Linked DNA regions of Anas platyrhynchos: region 2 is linked to region 1. A link is a contact called in public Hi-C data. All regions are on one chromosome and are shown on one strand. Each heading gives the region's core, a stretch centred on a gene start, on an enhancer-like site or on the middle of the called end of the contact. The rest is flanking DNA. Distances are from core to core; before and after follow the strand shown.

Evidence for each region. A called contact is a pair of places that touch in the nucleus more often than the background predicts.
Region 2: a Hi-C map of skeletal muscle shows a contact between it and region 1, with 4 times the contacts expected there. The contact joins the promoter of EXD2 here to the promoter of SRSF5 in region 1. A contact is called at or near these places in 3 of 8 Hi-C or Micro-C datasets (liver, skeletal muscle and subcutaneous adipose tissue).

Annotation. Positions count from the first base shown.
Region 1 is chr5:36,883,488-36,889,090 of IASCAAS_PekinDuck_T2T, forward strand. It overlaps SRSF5 (serine and arginine rich splicing factor 5), which reads right to left and starts at 2,038. Exons shown (of 8, transcript XM_027458355.3): 1 at 1,881-2,038; 2 at 1,272-1,417; 3 at 1,120-1,190; 4 at 852-950; 5 at 441-510. The coding sequence starts at 1,397. LOC119717064 (a long non-coding RNA gene) reads right to left here. Exons shown (of 3, transcript XR_005266045.2): 3 at 4,199-4,510.
Region 2 is chr5:37,162,840-37,168,926 of IASCAAS_PekinDuck_T2T, forward strand. It overlaps EXD2 (exonuclease 3'-5' domain containing 2), which reads right to left and starts at 3,459. Exons shown (of 9, transcript XM_038180680.2): 1 at 3,337-3,459; 2 at 2,842-3,228; 3 at 1,712-1,968; 4 at 465-591. The coding sequence starts at 3,186.

The DNA of each region.
Region 1 (5,603 bases), core at 788-3,287:
TAAGGAGTGCATCGATTACGTCTAGACCGGCAAACACAGATCTAGAGGTGGCCAAGTGACATTGTAGGAGCTGACTGGAAAGTCAACCAGGCCCAACCAAGAGTGACCAAGACAGAACGATTAGGATAACCCACAGGCACTCCTCGTCATAAGGCCAACGACACAGATAGGCTGGCAAATAAAGGGTTTAATATGTGGTTAAAATGGATTTAGAAAACAAGAAAATAAATAAATATATTTCCTCAAATATATACATTTATTATTATAAATTAAAATTAACTAGCTTTCATTCAAAATATTTAAATTACATTATTTAAAATTACATCAATTACATAAACATTTTAATAAAATAGATTTACTTTTAATTGATTATTTTACAAAATAATTACATTACATACCCATTAAATGAAGTCAAAATAGTTAATCGTGTTTTAACAAACCTGCCAGCTGACTCGGGATGACAGATTTTCTACTATGAGCCGGTTCTCTGTTCTTACAGGTGGGGCACTTCTGCTGGGAAATGAAAATTAAGTATTAATTATTTATTAACTTAAGTATAATCGCATTCTAATGCTAACCAGGACTGTATCAATAATCCATTGTCAACTTATCACTGTTGTGACTACGTAATGCCGCAAGTAATCAAGAACAAGTGTCAATTACCTCGGGGGTACAAAAACATAAAGATGATGATTGTATCTAATTTTTTTGATTCTCGCAATCCTACTGCCACATTGGATTGACTAGAAAATCAAACAGCACCTTTTGCTATCTCAGCGTACCTCACGTTTTGGGATGAGATGGGCTTGGGGTTATTTATTAAAGCCCCGTCAGTTCACGGCTATACGTACCTCCTGTCACTACGGGGACGGCGGCTGCTAAAGCGGTCAGAGTACCTCCCTCTGCCTCTGCCACCCCTAGAGCGTGCTCTCGCATGCTCAATTGTAACCCTGCAGAGAAAAAAAAAATAAGGGGAAAGCATGCATCTTTAAACATTTTTTCATGATTATTGAGGGGAAAAAGCTACGGCAGGATTTGAGCAGTGTTGATAATAAGATGTAAATGGAAATCGATGCATGTTTTTCATGTTGGGGTACCAGGGGCGATGCGGCAGCTCACCTCTCGCTGCAAAGCTCCTTCCCATCCAGTTCATAGACAGCATCGTCCGCATCCCTGGGATCCTCGAACTCCTGCGAGCCCAGACAGAAGGCACAGCGTTACACACCGCAATGCCCGCAGCCCCGCGGCCCCCTCCCGCCAGGCGCACTCACCACGAAGCCGAAGCCCCTCTTGAGGTCGATGTCGCGGATGCGGCCGTACCCTTTGAAGAAGCGCTCCACGTCCTTCTCCCTGGCGGCGGGGTTCAGCCTCCCGATGAAGACGCGGCAGCCGCTCATGGCTGGGGGCGCGGAGCAACCTGCGGGGGGCCCGGTGGTCCCCTCAGCACCGTCCCCTCAGCGCCGTGCCGGTGACTCAGCACGCGCCCCCCCCCCCAGCCCGCCCCCTGCCGCAGTCCGCAGCAGCCCGGGCTCGCCCCCGCGGCGGCCCAATCGCAGCCCGCCAGCTGGAGCCCGCCCCGGCCCCCGCCAACCAGAACGCGCCGCTCCCCCCCTCGGTCCCGCCCACTTCCCGCCCGGCCCCGCCCCCCGAGGCGCAGGGGCAGCCGAGCCGCCGCCATCGCTGCCTCCGCCACAAAATGGCGGCGCGGGCCGCGCCCTGCGCGCAGCGCCCGCCGCGGAGGCTGCACGCGGGGCACCGGCACCGGCCCGCCGCGACCCCGTGCGCCGCCAACACCCCTTAGCTAAGGGAACCGCTCGCTCCTCCGCCCCCCCCCCTGCACCACAAGGACATAGCCCCGGGCCGCCGATCCCGTCACCAACCTGGGCTGCGGGTCCCGTTGCGTTCCGGGCCGTGCCGTGCGGGGCGGAGGGGCCGGTGCGGTGCTGGCGGGCGGCTCCTGCTCCCTGCGCGGCGCCTCGCTCCCGACTGCCGCCCGCCCCGCCCCGCCCCGCCAACCGGGGGCGGCCCCGCGCCGCGGCCCCGCCCCGCCCCGCGCGCCCATTGGTGGAGCCGGCCCTGGCCCCGCCCCTCCCCGCCCCTCCCCGCGGTGATGGCGGAGGGGAGGCGGTGCCCGGCCGCCATCTTGGGGAGTGAGGGGACTGAGGGGGGCTGCTCTGCCACAGGGTGGTCAACGTGTCTTGGTGGTGCTCACACCCCTCACGGGTCCTCACGCGTGTCTCTCCCAGCCAAACATAATTAATAAACTGTTAATTGCTGCTCAGCTGCAGTATTCAGCCAGCCCCAGAGCCGCCTTATGTTTACACACATCTGCACCCCATCGCTCAGCCCTCAGCGGGGACGAGCCTGGCGTCATGGCCGGGGCTGTGCCTCAGTGACACGCACCCGAGCCACAAACCCCCACACCTCCTCCTCGCCATGGCATGGTCTGCCGCTGCATCAGGCAATCAGGCGGACCCACCCGGCATCAGATCGCAGCCCATCAGAGCTGTAATCCTGAACAGGCATCACATGCCATCGTATTTATACACATCATCTAATACATGCAATCAGGTTTAGGTTAGCTTCGTGTTTTCATGGTGAATTTATGCCAGCTGCAGAAGGACAGGGTGACCAACCCCTGGTCCAATACGAAGCTTGCAGGAACAAAGAAAAACCCCAAAAATTCTTGGGTTAACGTTTGAATGATCAGAACAAGTTTACACCAGACCAGTGTGTTTAGTTTTACACGCTGAATGTGATACTGAGGAAATGCCACAACCCTTTGAGAGCAAGATGCAGGCCACTACAAAAGCATCCTACTGTGTCAAAGCTATCTGTAAACCTTCAGGGGGTAACAGGAGAGCTGCTGCAGGATTGTGTCCTTCCTCGGCTAGCCCACAGACCTTTCCTGAAAGCCACCCGAGCCCCTAAGCCAACATTTGATGTACCCCAAAATGCAACCACTGCACCCATGACCACAGTCTGCCATTAACTTTCCAAGCTCAAATCACAACACATCTTTGTTTTGACAAACCGTCTTTTTTGTTGTTTACACAGACTCGGTGACTAACATTAGCAAAAGTTTTTGTGCTCAGCAGACAGCAGATTGCAAAGACTGAGCATGTCATGTCACCCCCACCTCTTGCTTAATTGAGACCCAGCATTCGTTTTAAAAGGGATTTGGAGAACATAGGTCATAATAGGGGAATAGCAGGATGGAGGAAATTCACATTACCCAAGTAGCCAGCGCCTGTAATCCTTAAGAAACTCATTGAAGTAGTTAATGAAGCATCACTGAGACATCTGTAGCACCATCCCAAACACCGCACTCCCCGGAGGTGCAGTGATGTTTCGATTGGCAAGCTTACCTTCAAAGGTCAGAGAGGCAATGGAACAGAAGATTAAATAATCAATGTATAAGTACTTTCATTCATTAAACTGCTAAGCTGCTCATGACAACAAGGCTGGCAATCAACAAGCTGTTTCAAATTAAACCAATACTCCTTCCCAGAATAACTAAGCTACTGGGCAAGGGGGAAAAATAGAGAAGTGTTAAACGTGACTGTAGTAAAGATTTCAGTGCTGTGCCACACATGGTATTTTCTTAAGCAAACAGGAAAATGGCAGGATAAAATTAATTGTAAGCTGGAAGCATACCTCTTTCAGTGTTTGCATTCAAAGTATCTCCTTGACAAACACAGGGACAATTCCTTTGCGGAATCAGGGATCTCCTCTCAGCACAGGACTGTTCAACAGCTGCATTAATAATTTGCTAAGCAGATTAGAGCATGCAGTGTTAAAACATGCAGGTGAAACACCCTGGGAAGATTTTCAAACACTCTGAAGACAAGAAGAGAATTCAAAATGAGCCTGACGAACCAAAGCAATGATTCAACAAGATGAAAATCTGCAAGGACAAGGGCAGAAATGTTTACGTTTAGGAAGAACAATCCAGTATGAAATCAGAAATAAACGTTTAGGAAATAGTGATATGTATAAAGGCTTCAGTTAAAGAGGATCCCAATCTAAAAATAACACAATAAATATACTGGCATTGCAGAAACAGGCATAACCTATTCTGGGATGTGCTTACAGCAGGTGTGGTATTTAACAGACAAGTGCTGATCTGTCTGGTGATAGCACGGTAAGTAAGCTTAAACAATAACCTCAATTTCTGTATGGCAAAGTACTACTCAAACACACAGATGACTGCTATGCAGTTCATGAGGAACAACTGATTGAAAAAAAAAAATCACTCAAAGTCATGGATTTTGTAGTAGACTCAAGGTATAGCAAAGCTGTGGCATCGATTGCTTTGAGATAGTTTTCTGAAACTGAAGTGAAACCCTTGCAGAATGCTGGAGTGTTATCAATGCAGTAAGTGGCTTCGCATGTTTATATTAACCATGGTGCTTTTCTCCTACCTTGGACATGCTCATCCACTTAGGGGAGGGCGGTACGTGTCCCATCACTTGTGGTTCCAGTCCTTATTTTTCAGGCAACTGTTGAGCTAAGCAAACACAACATTAAAACAATACACCATAGTGTATTAGTGTTGCACAACACACCATAGCACATAGTGTTGCATAATGCAGGCAAACTCTTTAAGCTGTCATCACAACAGACTTTTTAACCTAGCTGTCATCTTGCACAGGTAAAACAGAGTAGAAAGGACAAACTTTATATATATATGTATATACACACACGTAGCATCCTGGCTCCTCTAGTCTTCTGATAAACCATGCTGGAGAACAAGCTGCAATTTCATCTACTGTTCAATCATTCAAGAGTTAGGCCAAGCATACACAGATTTCTTGTGACACTATAGTTATTTTGAAAAGGTCCGTTTAAGTATTATAAGTCTTTGAAAGTCTTCACGCCAGTATAGAAGTCTTTTTCTTCATGTTCCCTCAAGATACAGAAAAATACGGTCTGTCTCTGATATGTTTTGATGCTACAGTCTGTTCAGTGGCAGACTTGGTTCAGGAGGGTTTTACTCCCAGCTTCTACTTGCTGTTTGCCCTCCTCTTTTACTGATTCAACTTCAGGGTGACAGTAATACTAATTATTTTGGATTTTGCACCCAAAGTATCACTCCTCCCCTTGACACAGCTCTGCTGGCAGAGGAGCAGTGGCTAGATCCATATCTTACTGCATCCAGACTGGAAAATTCACCTCTGAAATGCCGCGGGGGGACAAAGCTCTTCTTGCCAGGCACCGTGCAATTGAGCTTTAAACTCCCCACGATCCGTGTGACTGGTATAAAAGCACAGAGCCGGTCTAACTGGGGGGGACACTGGGATTCACCCCCCTAGCCCATGGAAGTAGCCTCCAAAGCCCTGAAGAAACCAATAACTCGTATGTTGAACATCTCCCTTGCAGCCACAAACACTTGTTTAGACAAACAAGGGTTGTTGAAATGGAAGCTGACGTTCAGCAGGCTTGGCTCCTATCACCCTCAGGCATGGGCAAGTCCTGCCAGAAGCGCCCCACCAGCACTGTGGCTGTCTGGGGGCAGCTTCTCCTTGCAGGGCTGAGAGCAGCAGGGCTTGGAAAAACCATGTACAGCCAGGCGGCATGGCCTGGGGGAAGCTGCAGGGGAC
Region 2 (6,087 bases), core at 2,209-4,708, 280 kb after region 1:
GATTATTTATCCTGTCACTCCCTCTACTGGTCACTGATTTTGTAGACATCTGCAGCATGACTAAAGAACACAAGCAATTAGGGAAACCATGATAGGCTAAAGATGGTGAACAAGGTTTCCAGGGTCTTTATCTGATATTGCACTGACTGCTACAAATTGGAGGAAAGAAAACAAACAAGTGAGGCTTTGGGTGCACAAACCGCTGGTTCAAGGGGTCTGGCCTTACAGATCTTCCAGGATTAAAGGAAAACAAGGGTCAAGAATCCAGAGAGAATGACAGAAAATTGTCTTCATGGAAAAGGAGGGAAACTCAGGCAGAGGCTGAAATGGACTTCAGATCATAGTCATACAGAACTATTGAAGCAGAACTCAAAGAAGGACAAGATCTCCCTGTTACAATGCCTCTCCTCTAATAAGAAGTTTGCTTTTCTTCCCAAAACACAGAGTTGAAGTGGAAGACACACCTGATGTTGTGTCAGTTCTTCTGCCTCCCAGTTGCTGCAACGCATATGAGGAGACTTGTCAAGCGGGCAGTTCAGGACTTTTTCAGCTAAGGACTTAAGGCTAAGGCAGTTGTGAAGTAGATCCTTCCTTCAGTTTTAACAAAGAAAGCAAAAGAGGCATATTAAAAATGAAACTAAACACTCATGCAAATTTAGGCAGCCTCACACAACCTGGTTCTGCCAGAACACAACGCACTTGATGCACGACTCCCACTCAAGCAGCATACAGGCCCTCACCCTCCTCTCCACTAAAATGTCCGACCTAGATTTGGTAATTACCTAGTGTCTGCAATATGCAAAACAGGCAAGGCTGGGAGCTGGTAACATCTCAGGCTGAAGTATCTGGCTCTTAGATGTAGAGCTCAGGGATATGGTTTAGTGGGGACTGTTAGTGTTAGGTTAGAGGTTGGACTCGATGATCTTGAGGTCTCTTCCAACCTAGAAATTCTGTGACTCTGTGATTCTGAAATAGAGAGGTCTGTCACAGAGTGAAGGACTGTCTGCCCCTAGGGATTCATCAGCCACTTAATAAACAAGCCTGGAGACATTTTCTGAGGAGCATGAGAACCAGGAATGATTCAAGAGGAATCCATCCTCAGTGCTAAAAAGGCACCATCAGGTCACCAAATCCATGCCCCACGTCACTAACAATGCACATATACTGAATATGAAGAACATTCCCAAGTAAAACTTTTTTTTTTTTTTTTAAGAAAGAACAGAGGATGGGAAAATAGCATCACAACTGTAACCTATAAAAGGAAACACTGATACTAGAACAGAAAATTGGAGCTAGTTGGGTTTTTTTAGCCATTTTTCAAGAAATCCTGTAATTTAACAGTTCCACTTAAGTGCCACTCACACTTTTACCCCATAGTTTCAGGCAGTGTCTTCAAGCATCTGTTTACATTGTGAGCTCTCTGACCGTCTTGTATCACTCTGCCTGGACTTCTTACAAGACAAAGCAAGATACTCTGAAAAGCCCTTACAACTATTACACGAGAAGACAGACTGACACAATTAGCATTCATGATTTCATTTCCTTTAAGGCCACAGAATACAAGCCTGCCCACGCTCTAAAGAAAGTGTCCCATCCCAAGAACACCAAACCTACCTGCCCGACATCATCCAGCACACACAAATTACTTTTTAATATTTCAAACTCAAATGGTGTACTAAAAACAGAGCTGCCTCTGTCTTCAGAGGCTTACCGCTGTCTCATGGCTAAATATCGGAGATCCACACTCCCTTTTACTGGAAGACCATAGTCCTGAAGTAACTTGCAAGCATCTTCCCAGCATCCCACCCCTACTTTCAATACAGCACTATCTGCCATGATGTCCAACAGGGTCTTTGGGATAGTCTGTCCACTGGCAACGAGCCTGGGCAACCGGATGAGAACACAGAAGCCACTGGAAGAAGCCATTTGTAGAAGGGATACAGGATTCGCTTTTCCCTCCACAGATACCTGAAATAAAGGTAAAAATCACAGCTGGGTTACTAGCAGTACTGCAGCTGGACCAAATTGTAAAACAGCCCACCAAAGACAGGAAATACTTACCAGACTATGCAATTGAAAGCTTTTCCTGCACAAATTATGTGATTTGTTTCACAGTATTACTGTCCCACAATTACTTCTTGCTACAACCTTGTGAGAGAAATTTTCCTCCTTTCACCCTTGCCCCTCACAGCTGGGCTGGCAGGAGCAAGCAGACACATTCCTTAATCCACGTCAGCACTACAAAAGTGTTTATAGCACACTGCTTAACTGCAGCTTGTACCAATGAATGTGGGGTGAATAAACTTCCAGCCAAAATGATGGCGAAGACAAGCTTCATAAATGACTCAAAGTCTGTTCCAAGAGCTCACATAGGCAAACATACAAGCAGCAGATGAATGCTGCTTTCTGGTATGCCCACGGAGGTCTATCTTCTTATCAGCATTATCCTCCTCTTCTGGTTTATTAATTTTAAGAAACTCTTTGGTACACAGATGGACTTAAAATACTGTAAATCTGAACTATTTTAGTAAACTACATGAAAAGAGGTACTATATAAAACATATGGTGCTATTTAGCCATGTAATTATCACTGCACGTTTAGAACTAGATTTATCACAAAAGTTCAGCAAACAAATGCAAGTAGCGAACTAAAAACTTACAGCCAGCAGACTTAAACGTGAGAACAATCAAAACTAGTGGATAGTTCCCTGGTGTCACGATAGATAATCACGGTTTCGATAGCCAGCCGAGCCGTGCCCATTCCAGCAGAGGCACAGCTCCTCCCTCGATGATTCCCTGCTGCGATTTGCAACCTGGCGGAGAGGCCCTGCGCTCACTCACCCACTCACAGTCGATCCCAAGCACCGGCCGCTGCTCCAGCTCCTTCTTCAGCAGGGGCTCGACCCGCTCCCACTCCTCCTGCTCGGAGACGACCACGATGTCCGCACCGAGGCTCCTGTGTGGCCGGGACGAGGCGGGCGGCGTGCCGAAGGCAGGCTCATCCTCATCCTCAGCCTCAGCCTTCAGCAGCGCCTCATCTGCCGGCCCCCTGCCCGCGTCCCCTCGCGGCTGCCCGCAGCTCGCTGTCCCCCTGCGGCGCCGCGCTGCCCTCCACAGCGCCAGGCCCCCCACCGCCACACCCAGCAGGGTCGCCACAGCCACCGTCACCGCCGCCTGCCTGGGCATCCTTATCCCCTTCCCTGCACCCGCTCGGCGCTTTATCGCGGCCTGCGAGGAGAAAGCAGAGAGGTGGCGATCAGCGGCAGCTCCACGGGCCGGCCCCGGCCTCCAGGCTTCGGTCTCGGCGGTCCCCGCACCGGGCAGCCCCGCCGCTACCTGCGGGGGCTCGGCGGCGGGCTCCGAGCCTGCCCCTCAGGAGCCGGCGGCCCCTGGGCGCCGCCATCTTGTAGGGCCGCTGAGGCGGGGCGGGCGGCGGGCCGGCCTCCAGCCCGGCACCGGGCGCTGCCGCCTCCAAAATGGATGTTTTTGGGGTTAACTTGGCTACTTGTAGCGTAATTGTCACAGAGGGGAGGAAGGGCTCCCCAGGAGAGCTGGCGTTGAGCAGGCGGATCGCCCGCAGGGTGCTCCCAGAGGAGCAGGGTTTCAGCAGGACGACCCATCCATCCCCTACAGCTCACCCTAAGGAGCGGGGCTCAGCCCAGGGCAGCGAGATGTCAGGTCTCACAGGCGATGGGATCAAGTTGGGAAAAGTTTGTTTTCCATGGAGTGGTCTGTTTTGAACACACACATGCTTTAGTAACAGCATCTGTATCTTTTTTTTTTTTTTCCGCAAAGACCCTCAATCTTGCTCTGCACCAAATAAATTTATATCCACTTTGATACTAATCCTCCGGGCTCTACAGAGCAGTGCAATTTTGCACGCTGTAGGAACACACCTCTTGTTCCGGTTCACTCTCCCCTACAGGAAGAGGTGTTTGTTCCTCACAGCCATACCTGGGCCACAGCTTCTCCTTCCATCCCAGATCCAATGCCCCAGACCCAGCTGACAGCTGAAATGCACATCACAGGGCAGGAGGCTACGGCTCTGAGCTCATCACACAGCGCAGAGTATGCACAGGAGAAAAAGCTGGGGTGGCCTGGCTCTACCTCAGAGTTCCCACAGCCAGATGGAGATCTTCTTCCCTCCTACCCTCGCTTCATTCCCCTGCCTCCCCCAAATTGTACAATGCTTTGTGTTACATGGTCATTGTAACCAAGTACAGACCTGGAGCACTGCTTGGATTTTACCACAGTTCCCGTTAAACCCGACTGACTGCTTGCTCCCTGCTCCCTTGCTCCAGCACTAGCATTTCCTTAATGACAGGGGCACTGATTCAGGCAACTGATCCACCTGTAAACTAGTCCAAAGGGAGAAAAAAAAATAACATCTGGGGTCACTGCAGACTTATTTCAGAGACCACATAACCAAGTCCCGAGAAGCCTCTGTGACTGCACTTCAAGGTCCAGCCACCCTGTTGGGTGCAGGCAGTGCATCTTTAAGCACTTTGTCAGAGACTCAAGCTCAGAATAGTGACCAAATCTGAACAAATCTGCAAAGTTTATTCATAGCTGGATCCATTTGTAATAAACTGACATCCACCCAGAAAGCTGAAACAGGTCTTCCCTTTTACAAAGTGTTTATTTTGGTTTCTAAGGTAATAGGACTTTTGTGTAAAGAGAGGAAAAATAAAATACACTAGCACTTATTACACAGTACAGAGAAAATATGATATAATGTAATGCCCAAGCCTTGCTTTTCAATAATAACAGGATTGTATCCTTGGCTGCACCTAAAGCCTGTGTTTTTCATGCTATCACTGGTCCTGTAAACCACAAGTCTCTTTAACAGCTTGTCTTACTACCTACATATCCATTTATTCAAGTGTAAAGGTTAAATTAAAAATAAATGAAAGCAACTGATGCATGAGTGCACTCTGGCAAAAAAAAAAAAAAAAAAAAAAAAAGTTCCCAAAGCCTGATGGGGACATTGCCAAAGATGAGAAGGTAACCAAGTGAGCAAACACCAACTGCTGGCTTAGCCTTACTTACGAGAAATCTGTTGCAGCAGGTAACTGAAGCCCTTACGTGGTAAACAGCAAAATTTACTTTTCTTTGTCTCTCTGTAACCTGATCTGAGATCTCTACAGAGATCGATGTCAAAAGACTCATTTTTAGCCTGATTTCCTAAGGAAAGAAGGCTTATGCAATTACACTGTCTGTTGGTGTTTCTGCCTGTGGGTCCCCTTTCTTCCTGCCTTTCCTTGCCAAAAAAAAAAGGCATGTTTAAGCCATTGCCCAATTCCATCTAAATTTGTACAAAGAGATAGAGCTTTCAAAGGTGACTTCTGTGAAATGCAAAGCTGAGTCAATGAAACAGACCCTAATAAAACTGCCACTGATAAAATATCAAGCATGTGCAGACACTGCTTAATATACATCAGAGAATCCACACAGCGGTGCCACATCAGGACAAGTCCATAGGAAACCAGGCTTCACTTGTTCTGCTGATCACAGAAAAAAATATTTTTATAATCCCATTAGCTCATCCTTTAACAGGGAGAAGACTAGAGTAAATGACTCAGTGTTCAAAGGAAAATCAATGATAGTGGAATATCAAAGGAGAGAGGCTCCAGTCAAGACCTAAATTGCTGCGAGCAGACAATGAGCAGGGAGCTGCGTGGAGTCCCCACTAGCTCATTAATAACCCTGCATTTGGGGCCCCATCCCAAGCTACATAAGAAAGCCAAACTCACATTTCAGCTCCTAATGTGATTTATCTTCCTTGTGTCAATGCTGGTAACCCCATGACTACATCTTCAAACCAGTCATTTTGAGCAGGATTTTTTTTTTTTTTTGAGCAGGCTGGTATCAGGGAAGTAGTAGGACGACTTCTTTTGTCAAAAAGTCATAATGAGATCAATTTGAAATCAACTGTGAAGCCACATCCTAAAGGTGGAGTTTCACGCTGTAACAAGGTGGATGGAGGGTTTAGCTCCTGTTGAAAAAACAATTCTGCTTCCCCCTTCTACCTGTAGTCTTCCTCCTACTGCCTTCCTTCTGCGAACATTGGTGCCAGTCTGATTCAAG